2 separate regions of the Mus musculus genome follow, and region 1 is linked to region 2. Evidence: chromatin contacts called from public promoter capture Hi-C data. All regions are on one chromosome and are shown on one strand. Each heading gives the region's core, a stretch centred on a gene start, on an enhancer-like site or on the middle of the called end of the contact. The rest is flanking DNA. Distances are from core to core; before and after follow the strand shown.

Region 1 (2,932 bases), core at 339-2,838, 890 kb before region 2:
ATATGATCCAGGAGTCTCATCAAGAATCTTGTTTAATATGATAATTGACTGCTTGCTTCCCCTGTGGGGACAACACTCAGATGTTACTGACAGTCCAAAGATTGAGTTTGTCTAATGGGAACCACTGGTTCTCATAGGCGTCCCAAAGATCACTGAAGATGAAATAATACACTGAGTCTCAAAAGAGTGTTTAAAAGTGAACTTATGAGCCTGTTGGTGGCTTATTATCTGCCCTTGGCCAAGCTGAATGCCTCTGGAAGCATGGCATGGTTTGGAGTCTCTTGTATGTTTTTATGGCAGGTAGCACAACCTACAGAGAACCTCATGCTGAAACCCCAGGCTGAGTATTCAGTAGTTTCCCCAAAAGCACAGACCAGGGAGATTCAGTCAGGATGTCTCCTCTGCTTGCTACTATCTAGCGTTTCCCAGCTTTCTGTAACTTATCAAGCTTAATGCATGCCTCCACCCCCAATGCCCCAGCATATGTGTACAGGCAGTCCCAAAGGCGCAGCTCTTGTGCTGACGTGCAAAGCCAACTCAGAACCCTGTGCTTGGCTCTCCCTCCTAACTTTTCTGGCTTGTCTGAGTCTAAATATTGACTTTGCTCCTCCGTTGAGTAGTTTGATATGGGATGGAAACCCCACGGCCAACAGTGGAATCAAATGTTATATATACATTTTTTACACAGTCTTGCCTTCCTTCCACTTTTTTGGGGGTGGGTGTGAGTGTGGATCTCTTCTGTGTCTCTCCCCCTACCCCCTGGCTGTGAACCTAGCTGAACACTTAAGTTGAGGTGTGTGCAAGCCCCTCACAAGGCAGCGTGTATTGTTGGCACAGCAACTCACAACAGACTCCCTAGACACAGGGCTAGGGGGGAGGGGAGGGAGAGGGGCGTCATCGTGCATCCAAAGACACTGCTTGGGGCAGGGCAAACACCCAAGGGCTCAGAGCACCCTGCTTCTCGCGTCCCAAGTTCCCCACCAGAGTCCTTCGAGGAAAAGGCGCCTTTCCCCGGGGGCGCGGCAGCACCCGGCCCTGGTGCAACCGGACTGCTAAGGTGCCTGTTGTACGTGTTGTCTGCCGCTACAAGTTAGGGGTGCGGCCGGGGCGGGTGCTCTTCCACATCTCTTCAGCTCACTCCTCTGGGAGGGGACTGTCCCCCCGCATCCCTTCAGCTCACTCTCGCAAACGTTGCTGGGGGAGGGTGGGAACATGGGCCGGGGTCCCCACCTGCCACCCGCGAGGCAATCGGGAGCTGGTGAGGGTGCTCCGCTGCTCACTGGGACACTCAGCACGACACAGCCACCTACCCTGCAGCCGAGCGAGACCTGGCTCCCTCCGCCGCTCAGCAGCGGCCCCCGCCGCGCGCGCTCGCGGGGACGCCGGGACCCTGCGCACCGCGCGCCACCCGCCCGGCGTGGCACAAAGGCAGCATGGCCCAGCCGCACCCGGCCGCGTCCGCGTCCCGGCGCAGGCCACGGGACTCGTCCCCAGGTCGCTGTCGCCGCCAGCCCTGCCCTCCTCCCGCCCCCTTTCCTGGCCAGGCGGGGCACCGGGCGGAACCCTGCGCCCGGGCACGGAGCGAGCAAAGCGGTGGCGGCCTCCGATCGCTCTCTCTCTCTCCACCGTGACGTGAGCAGCCTTGGCGGCTATTTATAACCACACGATTGGATTTCATTCATGAAACCAGGGCCTGGTGTGTCTGAGCTGTGGGACGCGAGGTGGCGAAGGTGCTGCGGCTGCACGCACACCGGAGGGGCCTGGGCTCCAGGGCCGGGATCAGCGTGCGTCCCGCTACCCCGGGGACCCGGCCTTAAGCCAAGCGGAGATCAGAGCAGGGCAGGGTGTGTGCGAGCTGTCCCCGCGCCCCCTCCCCGCAGCATCCCACCCACTCCCGAACATCCGCTGGCCCTCAGTCCTGGGCTCAGGAAAAGTAAGTTGGGCCACTAACCGGCTGGGCAGCATAGCTTTCTTCCCCCTAGGAACTGACCGGCCGCGGACTCCGAGGGAGGACATTGGCTTTTGTTTCAAAACCGAGCCCAGCTGCTGACTAAGCGCTGCGCTGGCCCAGCCTCCTCCCCTGGGCGCTGCACGTGCGGGCTGGCTCTCCCCCTCCTGGTCACCTTCCCCTGCACCGGGCTCAAGGGGTCCCGGCAGGGGGCGGGGGGGGGGGACGCCCAGCTTTTCCCCCCACCCGGTCCTCCCCACCCCCACCTCCCACCCCGAAATCAGCTGTTTTAGAGAGGCTGGGGGGCGGGGGGGGGGAGCTGAAACTGATTTCGGCCTCTTCTGGGTCTGCAGGAAATCTTGGAAGGGAAAACCAGTTTCGGGGACACTGTGGACTTTCAAGCCGATTGTGAGTTCTGGGGGCAGAGTTCTGGTTACTTTTCACGGATCCGCAGAAGAACTGCCTAGGTGCCTAGGGGTGTCTGGCATCACGCGATGCTCTAAGGAGGTGACAGGGAACTGCAACTAACTTGGCTCCTGTCCGCAGGGAACTTTCAGTCCGCCTTCTCAACTGCCTGTTAGACTGGGCTGTGTAATCCGCTCACTCTAGTCCTGCAACGAGACGAGACAGCTGGCGGATTAGGATGTGAATGCCTTCAACTAGGGATGTGCTACGTTTATAAAACCCTTCTAAAGGCTGACATGGAGCACACAAAAAATGGCCACGCTACATCCTTGGCCTCCATCAGTTCTTAGCTAAGGCCTTGCCAGCATCTCGAAAGGGTGGGAAAGATAGATAGCCGTATTTTACTGTGAGGACGGTTACTTAGGGCTATCCTTCAACTTCCCTTAAAAAAATGAATAGCAAACAAAACCCTCTCTCACAGTAACGCCTCCGTCCCTCCTTTTCAGGAAACCACATTTGGTTTTCTTAGATGGACTTCTCTTCCTCCCCAGGATCTCTGGTTTCCAGTCTCTTTGGCAA
Region 2 (3,058 bases), core at 305-2,804:
AATCTCTGAATAGTTAAAAGAAAATCTTCACATGTTAGATTTTAATGTTGAGGTAGGAAATAGATAAGTAGACGGATGAATGGATCAATGGCTGGTGAATGAATAGATGATTGGTACATGTAAGATAGAGAAATGATAAGTGGATATAGTTGAGAAATTGATGGGTAAGAATAGAAGATCTACAGATAGATAGATAGATAGATAGATAGATAGATAGATAGATAGATAGATAGATACATACATACATACATACATACATACATACAAGAGATAGATGGGCAAATTAGAAGATCTACAGATGATAGATAGCAGATAGGTAGATAGATAGATGATTGATAGATAGACTGATAGATTGATAGATTGATAGATAGATGAGATGGATAGGTAATAATAGAAGATCTACATATGATAGATGATAGATAGATGATTGATAGATTGATAGAGAGATGGATAGGTAATAATAGAAGATCTACATATGATAGATAGATAGATAGATAGATAGATAGATAGATAGATAGATAGATAGATAGCCTTGGCAATACCTTCTCATTCATTAAAGTTGGAAATGCTTGAAAGATTTTAAAACACTGCAACACTGCAACACTGCCTAGGCTTCCTGAGAGCTAACATCCCTCAAGCCTGCTCTTTTACCACCATGTTCTCACCGAGTCTTGCCATGGACTGTAATTGTTACCTTGATTATGTTTGTACCATAAAAGGAACAGGCTTCGGACCATTTAACAAACCACTCCCATGCTTGAGCAAAGAAAGCTAGCATAACCAGGAATAACAAATTTCTGATGCCTAATCAACAGAGCAGTTATGGTCACAAAGTCCCTCCCAATCCCACAGGTCTCTAGTGGCCCTGTGGTTACCATCTACATTGTAGCAAGATGGAGAAAACAATGGAAAAGAATTCACCAGATTTGTACCCTAGGCCTCATGGGACCTGGGCATTATTCTTAACATAGCTTCCATGGGATGCCATGAAGAAGCTGAAATCTCTTGCTATGGGCTCAAGCCAGGCCAGTTTGAATCCAGCCTTGGTTCCACACAGCTGAGGGGATCAGACTCACGGTGTACCATGATAGTTAACACTGTCAACTTGACAGGATCTATAACCACTTAGGAGATAGGTCTCTGGGTGTGTCTGTGGCAGAATGTCTAAGTTGGGTTCACTGGGATGGGAAGACCCTCCTTAAATATGGATGGGAGCATTCTACAGGCTGGGGCCCTGAACTGAATGAAAAGGCTCCACACCAGAGTTCATCTCCCTTAGCTTCCTGATAGCAAAACTCATGGGTACCCACCTCAAGGTCACACCCCACCCCCACCCCATCCCCAAACTGCACTGTAACCTCAAACTGTGATGACATAAATCCTTCTTTTCTTCAGTTGTGCTTGTCAGCTGTTTTACCCCAGCAATGTGTAAATTAACCAACGTGACTAACACAGAGGGAATCTCGAGGCATTCACCAGCACCAGATGTCTTGATGCTGTCCCCTCCCCCACCCCTCCAACACCTCCCCGCATCACAATCTGCCACACAGGTCACCTGTGACAGAGGAGAAGACTTGAATTTGTGGAGCTGAGTGTCTCTGCCTGGGTCACCCCAGTTTATCAGTTAAGCCAGAGAAGGTATGATGTCCCCCATCTAAGAATAAGAATAGTAGTCTACATCACCTACCTACATTTTCTTTCGTCCTCTTCAAGAACTATAGTATATGAGATGGAGTAACTGTCTCCCGTATAGCAGGTACTTGTACATTTCAACTCCTTAAGCTGTCCTTGGGTTTGTTGTTTCATGGGAGTTATGTCGTCCGGGATGCCCTCAAACATGTTATGAAGCCCAAAATGGCCTCCACCTCCAGAATGCAGGATTATAGACATGTACCAGCACACCCAGTTTATCTGATAATGGATCAAATCTAAGGCTTTTTACATGCTGGACAACCAGTCTACCAACTGACTTAGCTCAAAAATCTGACTTGTAGGTCTAAAGTCCTTCTGGCCAGCCTTCTACTTCGGTGAAAAGTAAATAAGTGGACAGTGTTAAATCTACAACCATCCCTGCTCCAGACTTTTCGGGAAGAAATGGTACTTTGTAAAGAAGGTACCCGGTGGATGGAGTCAAGAACAGACATTTGTGAATCAACAAGGACCACCAACTGCCCTTAATCCTATAGAAAGTCTGGGGAAACTGAGGTTTAAAGATATAAATCTCTTGCCCAAGTTGTTTTCTTTTTTAAACTTTATTTTATGTGTATGAATGTTTCCCCTGCGTGTGTGTTCATGTGCCACATGCATGCAGTGCCTGCAGAGGCCAGAAGAGGGGTGTCGGATCCCCTGGCATTATAGAAGACTGTGACCCGCCATGTGGGTGCTAGGAACTGAACCTGGATCCTGGGGAGGAGCAGGCAGTGCTCTCAACCTCTGAGCCACGTCTCCAGCTCCTGAGTGACTACCAACCTGGGATCAGGCTTCTTACTTCTGTACAAGGTAAGCCATTATAAGCCATTCCCATGGTTTCTTCATTTGAAATGTTCGGCCCTGTGAGTATGAGGAAGAGAACGGGTTCTCTTTCTGGCCTCTCCCACCCTAACCTTTACTGTAACAAGACGGGCCACAGCCAATGGAAATGAAGCACAAAGACAGAGGCTCGGGTCAAACACACTGTTCTGGGGAAATCACATTAAAGGCAGTTCCTATTTGGGGACCTGCCCCTTTCTTCTTTCAACCTGGCCCTGCAGGGACAGTTGAGTAGTTTCCCTCTTGGATCTAAACTACATTTTCAAGTGGCTCAGATTTCCAGGCTGGTAAAGCTTCTTTGATAGAGATCAAGTTCAGCTTTGATCAGGAAACCATTTCCCACTTCCCTGTGAATTTGGACCAAAGCGGGGAAACTGAGCCAGGGCACACTCATCAAGCCAGGGAGGACGCTGCAGATCAAGGCAGAAGACAGACAAGGAGGACAGCAGGGTCCCCGGGCACCACAGGAAGGCTCCCTGTTGGCACCAAAACCCATGTGGAAGAGAGAGGCACTTTAAATAGAAATGAA

Evidence for each region. Promoter capture Hi-C pulls out the DNA fragments that hold promoters and counts their contacts.
Region 1: a contact with region 2 is called in a promoter capture Hi-C map of hippocampal neurons, with 4 times the contacts expected there. The contact joins the promoter of A930033H14Rik here to the promoter of 4930545H06Rik in region 2. A contact is called at or near these places in 3 of 39 promoter capture datasets (cranial neural crest, hippocampal neurons and liver), 4 of 115 datasets of contacts at active chromatin or transcription factors (acute myeloid leukemia, astrocytes, embryonic stem cells and 1 more) and 1 of 9 other capture datasets (embryonic stem cells).

What each region holds. Positions count from the first base shown.
Region 1 is chr10:69,211,754-69,214,685 of GRCm38.p6, reverse strand. A930033H14Rik (RIKEN cDNA A930033H14 gene) reads left to right here and starts at 1,588. Exons shown (of 2, transcript NM_001331193.1): 1 at 1,588-1,933; 2 at 2,302-2,932. The coding sequence starts at 1,681. The coding sequence ends at 2,360. It overlaps Rhobtb1 (Rho-related BTB domain containing 1), which reads right to left and starts at 1,492. Exons shown (of 11, transcript NM_001252637.1): 1 at 1,311-1,492.
Region 2 is chr10:68,319,638-68,322,695 of GRCm38.p6, reverse strand. It overlaps 4930545H06Rik (RIKEN cDNA 4930545H06 gene), which reads left to right and starts at 1,554. Exons shown (of 3, transcript NR_045357.1): 1 at 1,554-1,638; 2 at 1,995-2,499.